2 separate regions of the Zea mays genome follow, and region 1 is linked to region 2. A link is a contact called in public Hi-C data. All regions are on one chromosome and are shown on one strand. The core of a region is the stretch at or near the end of the contact, and the rest is flanking DNA. Distances in the headings are between cores, read along the strand shown.

Region 1 (6,872 bases), core at 556-3,055, 410 kb before region 2:
ATGCGCCATATACCCGAACCCCTAACCCACACACGCCCGTGAAACCTCGAGGGTCGGCTCTGATACCACTTGTAACATCCCGTCTAATCCCTGGACCAATGGTACTTACTCCTGGCAGCTCTCTAGGATTAATTATTATCCCCACATACCAACACGAGCCTTTTGTGCGCACTTTGTCCTCACTCATGCACACCCGAGAAAACTTCCCGGTCGGTCATCCATTCCAAATTGCTCCAAGCCAAGCACGCTTAACTTGGAGGTTCTTACGAGATAGACTTCTGAAAAAGAAGATGCACCTTGTTGGTATGGATACTCTATTAATTCTATTAAGCCTTAGGCCAGGATATCACCATCCCAGGGGCCAAGATATCACAGTGGTTGGGCCTATTTATACCCCCTCCGCCAGCCTCATTTAGGGTCTTGCTGCCCACATTCAAGTGTATTCATTGCTAGAGCATTGCAAGCCCCACAAAAGCCTAGCGAGGTGATTAGAAAATCTTAATCCCGTGTTAGGACCTCATTAGTGCACGTGAGAGCCACCTAGAGCACACACCACATGCATTAGGCTTCTCTTGGTCAAGTGAAAGTCTATAGCTTGTTACTCTTGGTGATCGGCATCACCTAGACGGCTTGATGGCGATTGGAGTGCGGTGATCACCCTGGAGGATTTGTTGGTGACCCAGCTTAAAATTGTACGCGGTCGTGAGGGATCCACCGCGCCGGAGTGGCAAAGGATCATCTCATAGAGAGCACTTGATTCTTGCGAGTACCAAGGGGGAGCGATACCCTTGCGCGGGTGCTCCAACGAGGACTAGAGAAGAGTGCAGACTCTTCGATAGCTCTGCAAAAAATTGGAGGAGTTTCTTACCCTTGCTTTACATTCCGCATTTATTTTGAGCATTTCTCTTTGTGCAATTGCTTAGCTAGTATTTGTAGTAATGACTTAGGGTTGTTGTTCATCTAGTAGTATTCACTTATTGCTAGTAGTTGGGTAAAGTTGGGCTCATACTTAGGGTTTAACTTTTGTTGGAATTTTAGAAAAGTCCAATTCACCCCCCTCTTGGGCATCGTGATCCTTTCAGGACTCGTGTCTCATATCTTGAGATAATATGAAGGTGGAATAAGTTTGCTAAATATGAAAAATTTTCACCACCGATATTAACAACTAGTTTGTGTAAGATGTGTTGAGATCCTTTTTGTTATCACTAGTATGCTAGGTTGCTATGTCTCATGCTCTATCTTAGTCATACTCTGCTAAAATTTAAATCAAGATAAGTGAAAAATAGAAAGATCAAGTTGTGTTTGCATTTGTCACCACATTGTATTGAGACTGCTTCTGCTTGCACATTTAGAAGAACTTGAGAAATATGGTGGCATTTTTGAAGTTTGCAGGCCTACCAAAAGAACAAGTGTTGGGGCTAGCAAGTATATAGTTTGGAAGTATGAGCATGGCAAGCCTCTTTTAGCCAGAGTTGGTCAAAGTACTTTCAACTCTTTTTATTCGGTCATGGACCAAACACCACTCATTTTTATATGCAGAGTCTAAAGTAAAAATTTACACCCAGACCAAACTTTCTAGTATATGTGGAATTACACATATCACATGTTATTTGCCAATAACACTTCACAACTTTTCCCCTTTTAGTGTTACCACTAAAGACAAGGCAACAAATTCCGTGGGTTGAACTCATTCGCACATTTAACATCTTTAATGAGAATAATAGACGAAACAAGAGATGTCCTGGCTTAAGGCCCATGCGTGAACGAGAGCATCCAACGACCTGTCTGATATATAGCCGTCCATTGAATCCGATTGGTTGACGACGAGAGGAAGTGAGAGCCGACACCGACAGGCACACGCGATTGGGGGCCATGCGCTGCCGTCGTCTGACGCCAGCCTACGCCAATTGCCAGTCAGCCAGTGCCATGACGGATGGCAACTGCCAACTGGGAGGGCCGGCCTTCTCCTGCAGTAGTCTCTCGTCCAGCCGGGGTTTTTATTTGCATTGGATTCTTTCTTCTTCCAGACAGCGGTCATGCATGCATCATGCAGAGCACTCGATCGAGCTGGGCTTAACATTCTAGCTCATAATCACTAGGCCGAAAGCACACTTTAAACGTCCTCGCTGGGCCACCCACCGAGTCATTTCAAACCTGAATTCAAATCGGCCCATACATATATCAGCCCCTGCAAAATGTCTGATCCGTGCTTTCCTACAAAAAAATGTCTGCTCCATGCACGCGGAGAGCCCCCCTCCCCCCCAAGTAAAAAAAGAGGGGATATTCTAATTCTATGTTTCATGGCCAGATTAAAGAGTAGGATGTTTTTAGTTTCAGCACGGGCCTTAAAACTTTTGACCAAGATCGGCGCAAAAAAGGTTTCGATTCTACGGATAGGGACTCTATTTTTCTATTTTAGGTATTATCTGATTTGCAAATATCCATTTCTGAATCCATGGAATGTGAGGATTAGAGATAAATTCATATATTCTGTCTAATCTACTTTCGAATCGATTGAAAAAAAAATTAATGAGGTAAAACACTATATAGAAAATGAGAGCTATCCTTTTATGATAGAGGTAGATTTTTGTTGTATTATTTGTTTTCTTGTATTATAGTTGTGTGCTCGTGCGTTGCAATGGGAACATATAATACAATTGATAACTTATGTACGTTGGGATGAGCATCGACATATATCTGACCGGATCTTCTTCTTTCTTGGGGATCTGGAGAAAAGCCTGTTCGGAAGCCAAACATGTTAAGACCTGATCATGTGCTGCCATTGTGTCTCTGATCATCATCAGCACATTGTTCGACGCTTGTATGAGTCTTGTTAATTTGCATGCCTCGTGCATAATCTCTCAACCATCAATTCATTATGGTATACAGAATTCATGTGAGTTGTGACAAACATTATCAAATTCATATAAATTATTTTAAAGAACCAATATAGAGTTTTATATGATAGAGAAATACATGTGGATTAAAAAATGCTAAACAAAAGATCTAAAATATAACAGTTCGATCAAGTTGCATAAGATGTACAATTTTCCAATTGCTTCTGCATTTGGAAGTCCACCTTTCTATGTTATCTTTGCTATTTCTGACTTAATAAAATCTAAATCTCTACTACTTATTAAGGCTGCAATAGTAGTCGGCCATTCCGCGTTCTGCCCATTCCGATTCCCTCCTCCCCGTGCACAGCCCATTCCCATTTCCATTCCCCCGTACAGCCGCCGCCTAGCTAAAATTAAAAAAATACACATAGCCCCAAGGGGATTTGAACCCACAACCTCTCAAGCAAATTTAGTAGTAGCTACCACTACACCACATATATATTTATGTCTACATCTATAACAGAAACACATCTACTACATCTCTCCCCAAGCCCACCTGCTATCATTGCACAATGCGTAGTATTAGATAAGTATCACCGAGATTCTTGAACTATATTTTTGGATGGAGTGAGTAGTATTTAAAGAAGAGCCTTACATGCAATTTCTTTTGTTTGAATAATATTTTCAACTTAAATTCCTTTTTTGCATGTGTGACATTTATTCTTTGTAATATTTTTTTCCATGGATCTGACTTGTGAGTTATTTTTATAAACCAACGCCAAACATGAATCCATGTTTCTTACTTGGAAACCCCGAACAAACATCATTAGCAGGAGGCACTCGTGTTGGGGTCGCTCATCGACGACAAGAAGAAACTTGGTGACTGCCAGTTCGACCTCTAGAAACAGCCCTACGTGGCCGCATGTGCCGCTATGTACGACAAGCTCTGGCGCCGCCACCGCTTGGACGCGGTGCAAAGCGGCTACTCCGCGCTGTCCATCGTCAAGCAGGGGGACCTCATGGTCGTCGCCAACATCGGTGACTCTCGGGTAGTTCTGGGCACTGCATTCAACGACGACGTCATCACGTCGTCCAGCTCATCGTCCACCTGAAGCCCAACCTGCCACGTAAGTCGCTACTGACTGGTCATGAATTCTTGTGCGCTGAGACGATGGCCGTTGCTGACGTTGTATGAGTGTCCTTGAACACGATGTATGTAGAGGAGTAGCGCATCCGGTGGTGCAACGGTCAGGGGTACTACCTTGCTGATGAGCCCGGGGTGCACTTCGTTTTACAGCCCAGCCAAGAGTCATCAGTACTCGGTATGTCGCGCGCGTTCGATGACTACTATATCGAGGACTGTGGCGTCATCTTGGCGTCAGAGGTGACGCAGAGGAGGACCGACAACAATGACCAGTTTGTCATCCTCGCCACCGTTGGGTAGCTTTTGTGCCGACTTGCCTTTAATTCTCTTCACAAACACACACTTGCCTTTTTGTTTAAGCAAAAGCGTATGGTGGTATGTGTCTGATGACTAACGATGTACGATGTAATTTCTTCCGATATGTGTGGAACGTGCTCTATAATGATGAGACCATGCAAATCGTGACATATATCGAAGTCTGCATGATACTGAAGGTTGCAATGTAGTGGTGAAACATATAGATTATAAATAACAAAATTTATGTATGGTCAGAATCACAAATTGATTATGAAACATTTTCTCATAACGGTATAACACACATTTTGTATATAAGTTATCGTAGTATACTCGTATTATATATTTCCGTTGCAACGCACGGGCATTCAACTAGTAGTATTGAACACTAAGAAAACTACAAAATGAGATGGAGTTGTGTTGACTGAAAAACATATGTATGTAGCATTTGGAATAAAAAATACACTTTAAGTATTCAAGTACCAGATAATGCCAGACAAGGGATTAATTCCACAGAGCAAAGTACAAAATCCATGACAAGATATTTCATAATAGATTTAAAAAGGGAAGGCTTTTGCTTAAAATATGAGGCCTTAATCTCAAAATGTGTATATGCGATATTGAACGGGTCACCACCAATGCCTACACAAGTTGACTGCCCCAAACCTACAGCTGTTGTTTGAAACACTCGTCAATAGAAATCAGACATGCATTAACCAAACATAGTCAGGTGCTCGTGCGTTGCCACGACTCACAAATTATTAATCTTTATTTTTGCATAATTTTAGATTTTTACCGTTTAAATGTGGGAGAGGAGAGAGAGGTGAATGGAATAGTAGAGATAAGATTTATAAGAAATAGGGATCTGCACCAAGAACATAAATACAAATTAATTAGCATATTCTTGCCCCCTCAAGTTAAAATCATGCATCAATAGTACGACAACAATACAAATCCGGTGTGCATACTACAGAACAGGAATGTAGGCATTACCTTAATTTAAAAAGTAATGTGCTAGTATTAGTAGTACCTTCTAGGGTTGAGTCTTCCTCAACACCCTTGTATGCCCAGTGGCATGATGCAATGATGTTCTCAGACGCATATCTTGCGATATTTATTTATAACCAGTCAAAAACTCAGAGAGTAATCTTACTTTACGAAGGATTTGAAACATAAAGAAAATTATGAAAATTACTGTATTAATCAACGAAAAAACACTCGATGCAACAACATACAAAGATCAATTAAATGCCCAAGCACAAAAAAATCTGAATGTGAAGCAAAGCATATATACATATCTGGACATATAGTCTGGTTCTTGCCGCATGCTTCCCAGCTGGACACTTCTCCGACCATTCTCTGTGCTACCGAGCGAATAAAGGTCTGAATAATTAACATTTAGCTTCTCTCTTTCTCTCTATCTATAGAAAACTCTTATCCTAGTTCCATATCATTATGTTTTTCTTCAGTGTGTCGATGTAACCGGCTACGCTGTCTCCATAGAAGTCGTCTTTAGTCGGCTAGATGATGCTGGGTTCCAAACCGGGCAATTAGTGAACAAAACAGAGCATGCCCTAGCATCTAGGTTCCTATAGATTTCAAGATCATGACTGATGATGTCCAGTATTTGACATACGTACATAGTGTAAAACAGTCTTCCTTGCGTACCAGTGGAAGTCGACGGTGTTCCCTCCTTTGTCGGAGTGAAGTGGCTATGGAGTACAGGTAGTAGTTGTGTTAGCAGTCAGTAGCATGAGCGATCATCCACATTGTTGATCTGATCAAACACACCAAATAGAGCACATCAAACCTTGCTTGCGGTTTGTACTACCTAGTGTATGTCTCTGATGAAGTGCGAGAGGAACATGAGCGCTTGTGTTATATTATTTGCACTGTAGAAAAGCAACGTTCATGACTGTTAATGACAAATTGTCCAAAACTTTGTAGAATTGGAGCATGCACATACGAGTAGTAGAGTAGCGACATTACATTATGGGGGAGAAGATCTCCCATAGGTGGGGAGCTAGGAGGTACAATTGTTGATGGCACCCACGACACACAGGCCCTTGACACCATCCTTGTCCTTGTAGTCCCTTGACGAAACAGAAAAAACGACGCATGACGACCATGAGCACAAGATTGCGTGTCAGATTCATCTTGGAACGAGGGGCGTGGTCGCTTACCGTCGTAGTTGTAGGTGTAGAGGAAGTAAGAAGAATTCGTTAATTACTGTTATAGAGAATAAAATGAAGTAGATGGCTTAATCTAGGCTGTCGAATGTCATTATCATAAGGCATATCCACTATGCTGCAAGCCTGGAACCTTTTATTCACGTAAAGTAAGCATGTGATGTGAACTCCGTCATGCTAGCTTCATACAAGTTACACACACTCAAAGAAGTTGCCAGGAAACCAACATTTTTGTCTCTTGTATCTAGTCTTGCACTGGGGGCAGCATTGGTTCCCCTCGCGCTCATACTCATAGCATGGGCGGCAGACAGGGAAGGCACACTCATTGCAGGCAACAAAGACATCGCCAGTGGCTGAAACACCTATAGAGTCACCACAAATCTGGCAGACCTGCCCATTCGCACTCTT
Region 2 (7,053 bases), core at 3,902-6,401:
TCAGCTTCGGCATCATGCTTTTTAAGCATCGGTCTCAGCTTCGTCATCCTACATAAATTAAGTTGTTGAGGGTCAAAACCAAGCTTGAAGGAAAAGGTAAGCACAAGGTATGATTTCTTACTGGTTCAAGGTGACTCCGAGCTTCATCTCCAGCCTTTTCTCGCCCGCCTTTTGTCCATATCATTTTTACAAACCTATTAGAGATGCTTCGGGCGAGATCAGGAATGTCATCTAGAATTGATGGTGATAAAGTGAAATTGGGCCTATTGACAATCTTTCCATGATCGCAGCCAGCTTTTAGGAAAGCTGCAGCAGTGCCCCGAGAAGCTACCCAGGCGCAGAAGTCACCGTGCCCAGCTATAACTTCGTCAAGCTCATCAATTTCACCTTCGATATGTTCAAAGATCTTTGGTAAATCTTCAGCTGACGGGGTGAATTTTTCACTGCTAGCTCCAACTGAGTGGAAAATTTTTCTCAGTCGTTGAATGTATTTGTTGCTAAATTCCAAACATTTTTCTTGAAGGTTTGCCAATAATTTTTTCAAATCTGAATTTTGTTGAACTTCGGCTTCAAGTTTCACACTAAGTTCTTGTTTTTCCTGTTCAAATTGTTCAGATTGACAGAGAAGCTTCGAATTCAATTCTGCTACTTTAGCTTCGGCTTCTGCCAATAAATCTTCAGTTGTCCGAAGCTCGAAGTCTTTCTTTTCAACAATAGCTGATTGCTCTTTTATTTTGCTCTCTAAGCTTTCAATTATAACTTCGTGTTTTTTGTCTTCTAAATCTTGCTGCATTTTCAAAGCCTTGCTCAGCAGCATACTCTGCAAGTAAACAATCTTCGTTAGGCATGTCTTCATCATTAAAAACAATAAAAGTCAAGGGAAAAGTAGTTTACCTTGAAATTAGAATAAAATAAACTACCAACGATATGTTGTCGTCGGTAGCGGCTGATGTCTGTTTCCAGCTTCGGAAAATCGATACTCTTTGATAGAGTACCGATGATCTTAGCTCCAGTTTGGTCTCGGATACAGTTCAATTTTTCATCGTCAATTCCCCCGAAGAGGAGTGCTCCTGGCTTATAACCGCAAGATTTGGCATATTCTTTAAGCTCTTCCATTTCGGCCTCTGACAATTCTTGTCCAATTAAATTTTGGAACATGAAGGCTTCGTCCTCTGAAGCTTCGTCAGCAATTTCCTTTTCTTTCCCAGAAGCTGCGGCCATGGCCTCTTCGGCGGCAGTGGTAGCTTCTTCTGTGGCCATGTCTAGCAGAATTTTATCGATATGCTCAATTGTGCTTTCCAAGTTCAAATCTTCGGTTGAAGCAGCTTCAGTAGCTGCCATCTCCGAAGGCGCAACTTCAATATTTGTTAGTCCTTCAGCCTCTGGTATCTTCTGAGCCGAAGCTCTCGGTGGTGTCTTGTCAATGACTTCTGTCACTGCGATGATTCTTTGTCTTTTAGTTTTAGTTGATTTCTTTGTTTGTTCGGGCTCCTTTTCCTTCTGAAAAAAACTTCGTCAGTTGAGGCCCCAATGGACTTAGCTTCATAGGCAGGGATTCAGTCATTACCTTCAAAATCTCTTCCACGTCAGTGGCAGAGGGTGATGCGGGGGTCTCCTCTTTGTCGGATATCTTTTGCTTCGGAGATAATACTTTCTTTTTCTTCGGAATATTCTTCTTTTTTGCTGGTTCCTTCTCATCTTTATCTGAAGCTTCGGCTACCCTTTTTCTTTTCCGGCCTTCGACACTTTTATTCAGATTTTCGTAGTCAGGGTATTCAAAACCCATGGCATCCAGCACTCAGTTCAATCTTCGCTTCGGACGGGTGCCGAAGGCCGCAGTCATCAACTGATCTTCTTTTTTGGAGTAATTGCCGAGTATTTCATTGCACATTACTTCAATTGTATCAAGCCACTCTTGGCAAGGTGTTTTAAAGTATTTCTTGAACTTGAAATAGTAAGGTAATCGCACAAGTTCTCCTTCTCTTTTCTCCCCCTCTAGCTTCGGCATTTTCCATTCTTTTAAACTAGGAAAAACCCTGAAAGCCAAAAACTCCTGCACCAGGTCTCTTGTACTGATATGCTCTGAAATAATTCTGAACTCATCTAACGCTTGTTGGGTTGGACCTTCTGGTGTCATGTTGCAACGAGGTCGGGTTTCTCCGAAGATTAGTTCAAGTGGACTTTGCACAAACTTCTCCTTGTCATCATCAACCTTGACATAGAACCACTCCGACTTCCAGCCTGCTGCCCATTTGCTTCGGTAGCTGATTATAGGAAACTTTGTGGTTTTCCGATAAGCAAAATTATAGCAACCAAAATTGTCATGCAATCCATCTTTTCTAGCCTTCGTCTGATAGTGCAGCTCGTGAACTCGGCAAAAGCTGTCCGCAAACGGTTCCACCGTTTGGCTTCGGAGGGCCCAGATATAAACATTGAGCCTAACGATAGCGTTAGGAGTCAGCTGATGAAAGTAGATTCCAAACCTATTCAATATTTCTGCAATAATCCCATTCAGGGGGAATCTCAACCCAGCCTTTAGAAAGCTCTTGAAAATAACTATTTCATCTTTCTCTGGCTTCGGGGTAGTTTCTTCCCCCCCCCCCCCCCGAAGCGAAGCAGCTTCTTCTGATTTTCACTGAAATAGCCCGACTTTACCATCTTGGAGAGATCACCTTTTGAAACAGTCGACTTTCCGAAGTCCAGGTGACTGGGTTTACTCGGCATGGCAATACGATAATCATCTTCGGGATCAGTTTCTTCAATGTTCTCTTCTTCTGCTTCGGCAGTTGCTTGTTCTACTTCAACAGTGGGGATTTCTTCCGAAGTTACCAGTCCGGATCGCTGCATTGCTTCGGAGATGGGAATAGTCTCCGAGCCTTCAGCTTCGCCTCCCTCACGCTCAACCCTAGCGGTATAACGCACTCTAGCCATTTAATTCTGAATTTGTGGGATTTAAATACTTTTTCTTCCGAAGTTTCTTCTTCTGACGAAGCAGGCTTTAAGCTGGAGCTTCGTTCGATTCCGAGAGTCAAGCTTCGGCTATGGTTAAAAATTTTGGCAGCAAAACAGTGCAAATAGCAATGAATGCTGTGGTAACTTCACACCTACTCATCTGTTTATATAGTACTGCAGGTAAGAAGGCGAAGCGCCAGGATTTTTACACCAGGCGGACAGCCGCTTGCACTCGCTGCGCGGTGGACCGCAGAGACCAAACAGTAACTCTGCAAGGTGGGACCGCTACGCGCTCGGAAACTGAATCGTTTCTCGGCAACGAGCTCAGGGAAGGTGTTTTTTGGACCTTCGGCTTTCCGAAGCTTAAGAGACTTTTTCTTTTCACGGATCAAGCTCGTTACGAAAAACGATCTAGCGTCGCGAAAGGGGCTACTGTTGGGACTATGCTTCGTCGCGCCGAAGGTCTTGAAGGAAGAAGCAGCTTCAGCTGAAGCTGTCCGCGTGCGATGACCGAAGCTTGATCTTCATAAAGCTTCGGAATTATGAACCGACTTAAAAGTAGAAAGACCTTTTAGTCCATAAGCGTTTGAGTCGTTATTGTAGACTTTCATGAAGGACATGGTTGTAAATTCTCACAGGCTGCGTCCTGTGCCTATAAATAGTGAACAGTACTCCTTTACTGTTCACGCTTTTTGATTCGGGTTTTTCACCATCTCATCATTTTGAGAACCAACCTTTGTCAAGGCAAAGGTATAATTGTATCCAATACTCAAATATATTGATTGAGTATAATATGATTCATTTACTTTTGATACTCTATATTTTATGTTATTTCGTACAATTTATCAACGTACGATTACGAAAACTCAACCTTCGTAATCGTATTGTCGTACGCCTTCGTCTAGAGTTCATTATCCCCGAGGGAATAATGCTTCACTGGACGAAGGTCATTATCATTTAATATTTTATGTTGTCTTGTTCTTGATTCATAGCGGTTGAGAACAAGTCCCCAACAAAAACAGTGTGAGTAATTAATAGGACATGTTCAAAGTAGTCAAATTTTTGTGCTCTAAATATGCGTTGCTCAGTGCCAACACTCCATCTCCATCTTTATGTTTGTTTGGCTTTAATTCATATCAGCTTCTATTACTTCTAAATATTTTTGTCTTTGAATTACAGTTGCAACAGTACAAATAGTTAGCTTTAATCCGAAGTGAATAGTTAAGAAACCCTGTACGTTTTAAGACGGTAATGAAGTGGCCATATCCCTCAGCTAGCGGGTATGACAGGTTAATAGAATAACATTTACATATTGAACTGCGCGCCTGTTTGTTTTTCTGGAATGGTCAAAAAGGGCCGGAGAGAATGGACACACTTAGTACAAACTAAAGGTGGATAACTTGCTTGTTTCTAGTGCCAAAGGAGAAGCAATGAAAAGTAGTACTGATCCTGCCATGTGTGTGGGACACACAAAGACAAAATCACGCGCAAGGTCATTAGATTTATTAGCCCCCGATATGTCATTATTAGCTAGCGATGTTCATGTGGGATCTAACGGTTCTGTCAAATTTTCTATGCATTATTATTTATACTGACTATATGTGTGGAGTGATACTGTTTCGTATAGCTCGATCTCCTGGATTTAACCTGGAATTCTCTAGCATTTTTGCCAAACAAAAGACTAAACAGAAATAGACATATACATGGCTCGATAATCTAGCCGCCTCTAGGAGCTTTTGTCCAACAAGCCTAAACAGAAATAGCTATACATGGTTACTATGTAATGCTAAGATCATTCTCCATGTATAGTTTCGTCGCGATGTTTTTAAGACTGTCATGTCCATATTTGTCTAGATGACAGTTTATCCAGAATTTCGTCTTTCTAAAACTCTCTCATCTCATAAAATGCACACTAAAAATGGCCTAAGGGTACTAGTAATAACACGCTTCATAAAAAAAAACTTTGGCCTCTCATCTTTGTGCTCAGAATTGAATTAAAGGAGGGATATGATCGAGGCCGAGGGGAGCCCTCAAGTTGGGTACGGCGGGTGGCTTTGTTGTTTTCCTCCGGGCCGGCCGGGGCAGCGCGCTGGATAGAATATCACACACACCATGGGCTTTGTGTAGGAGAAGACTCCTAGAGAGAGAAAGCGGTCGAGATGGAAATAAAGAGATAAGGAGACGGGGAGGCGGAGAGAGGAAAGATGGAGCGAGAGGAAACTAAAGCGCGCGACGCGACCCCATGGCAAAGAGAGAGAAAGCTAGCTGGGGAAAGAAAGGAACCACCGCGCGTACCCCCAGAGCCCCCGGCCCTCAGCGCAACAAGAGAAGAAGCTAGCTAAGCTACTACACGAGCTAGCTAGCAGCAGTCGGGCACGCAGCATCTATCAGGCAGCAGGCAGCACCACAAGGGCAAGCCCTGGTCCTCGTTCTCCGCGCCCCGCGCGAACCCTATTCCTTGTTCTTGAATCTCTCATCCCCAATCCCACGCCAGTACACACGCCACACACACACCCTGCAGCTAGCTGCGGCTGAGAGAGGAGAGGAGAGAGAATTAATTCGGGAGATCTCTCTAGAGAGAGAGAAGGAGATAGAGGAGGTTCGTGTGCGAGGCGCGGGGAGAATAGTAGACAGAATGTTCCCTTCCAAGAAGGCCACTAGTAGCGCAGCCGCAGCCGCAGCCGCCGTGAGCTCAAATGATAGCAGGCAGCAGGCGATGTGCGTGCAGGCCGACTCGGGGTCGGGCCTCGTCCTCACCACCGACCCCAAGCCCCGCCTCCGCTGGACCGTCGAGCTCCACGAGCGCTTCGTCGACGCCGTCACGCAGCTCGGTGGCCCCGACAGTACGTGTAGTAGTAGCTACTAGCTAGCTAGCTGCTGCTAGCTCCCTGGCCCGGTCGCTCGTCTTGGTTCTGATCGTTTCCTCCCTTTTTCTCTCACGCAGAGGCGACTCCCAAGACCATCATGAGGGTCATGGGAGTCAAGGGGCTTACCCTCTACCACCTCAAGAGCCATCTTCAGGTAGTTAGGGTTAGGTTTTCCTCTGCAGCCAGCTGCTACTTCCTTCGTCCTTCCTATACATACATATATTTTTCTGCTTCTGATTTTTATATATATGTATAACTTTGTTTGTTTCATTGATTGATCTTTTCGTGAGCAGAAATTCAGGTTAGGGAAGCAGCCGCACAAGGAGTTCAACGAGCACTCGGTTAAGGACGGTAAGACAGTAGTCTAGCTCCTTCACCGGCCAACAAGACACCAAATTTCCCTGCTGCACAGCACAGTTATATATACTAGTGTATATATACACACACACAAATTAAAGATTCGCCATTCAAAATTGCAAAGAATCAAGAATATATATTACTAATAATAACTGGCCTGATCTACGTACATCCGTACGTTAGGTGCTTCAATATCTGTAAATCTATATGTATGTATTTATACGTTCATATAATATACTAGTGTATATACACAGAAATTAAATTAAGATTCGCCATTCAAAATTGCAAAGAATCAAGAATATGTATTACTAATAATAATAACTGGCCTGATCTACGTACATCCGTACGTTAGCACTCGTATGTGCTTCAATATCTGTAAATCTATATGTATGTATTTATACGTTCATATAATATACATATATATGTAGCCTAAGTGTTCGTTCATCATCATTTCCTAGCTAGCTGCAAATTAATACGCGTGCGTCGTACTGTTAACGTTAATCTCTTCAAACTATGGCAGCGGCCGCAGCAATGGAGATGCAACGGAACGCCGCCTCTTCTTCAGGCATGATGGGAAGAAGCATGAACGAGTCAGTTGTTCACTTCATTTCATTTCATAGTAGCTAACTCTAGCTATATATACATGAAGAATTATTACTTTATATATGCTCTTCTTGAGTCCAATTCAAGTCCTTTTTTTTGCATCTCTAGAATAAACAAAAATATATATATATATATATATATATGTGCTTTTCTCGCTCTCATATATTGTTTGCTAGCTCCTGACAGCTCCCTTTTGCGGATCTTGCTGCATGGTTTATTTCAGCCGCAGCGTGCACATGAACGAGGCTATCAGGATGCAAATGGAAGTCCAGAG

What was found. A called contact is a pair of places that touch in the nucleus more often than the background predicts.
Region 1: a Hi-C map of leaf shows a contact between it and region 2, with 4 times the contacts expected there. The contact joins the enhancer-like site here to the promoter of LOC103626675 in region 2. A contact is called at or near these places in 2 of 25 Hi-C or Micro-C datasets (ear and leaf).

The regions. Positions count from the first base shown.
Region 1 is chr5:88,731,139-88,738,010 of Zm-B73-REFERENCE-NAM-5.0, reverse strand. No RefSeq gene overlaps it. Among protein-coding and RNA genes, the nearest start is that of sbp12, 74 kb to the left of the region's middle. Within about 2 kb of position 1,805, at least 17 of the 20 cell types and tissues checked have an H3K27ac peak or open chromatin away from gene starts, as enhancers often do. A contact at or near this core is called in ear and leaf, where this site is marked.
Region 2 is chr5:88,322,153-88,329,205 of Zm-B73-REFERENCE-NAM-5.0, reverse strand. It overlaps LOC103626675 (myb family transcription factor IPN2), which reads left to right and starts at 5,151. Exons shown (of 6, transcript XM_008647072.4): 1 at 5,151-5,795; 2 at 5,897-5,973; 3 at 6,113-6,170; 4 at 6,697-6,766; 5 at 7,003-7,053. The coding sequence starts at 5,588.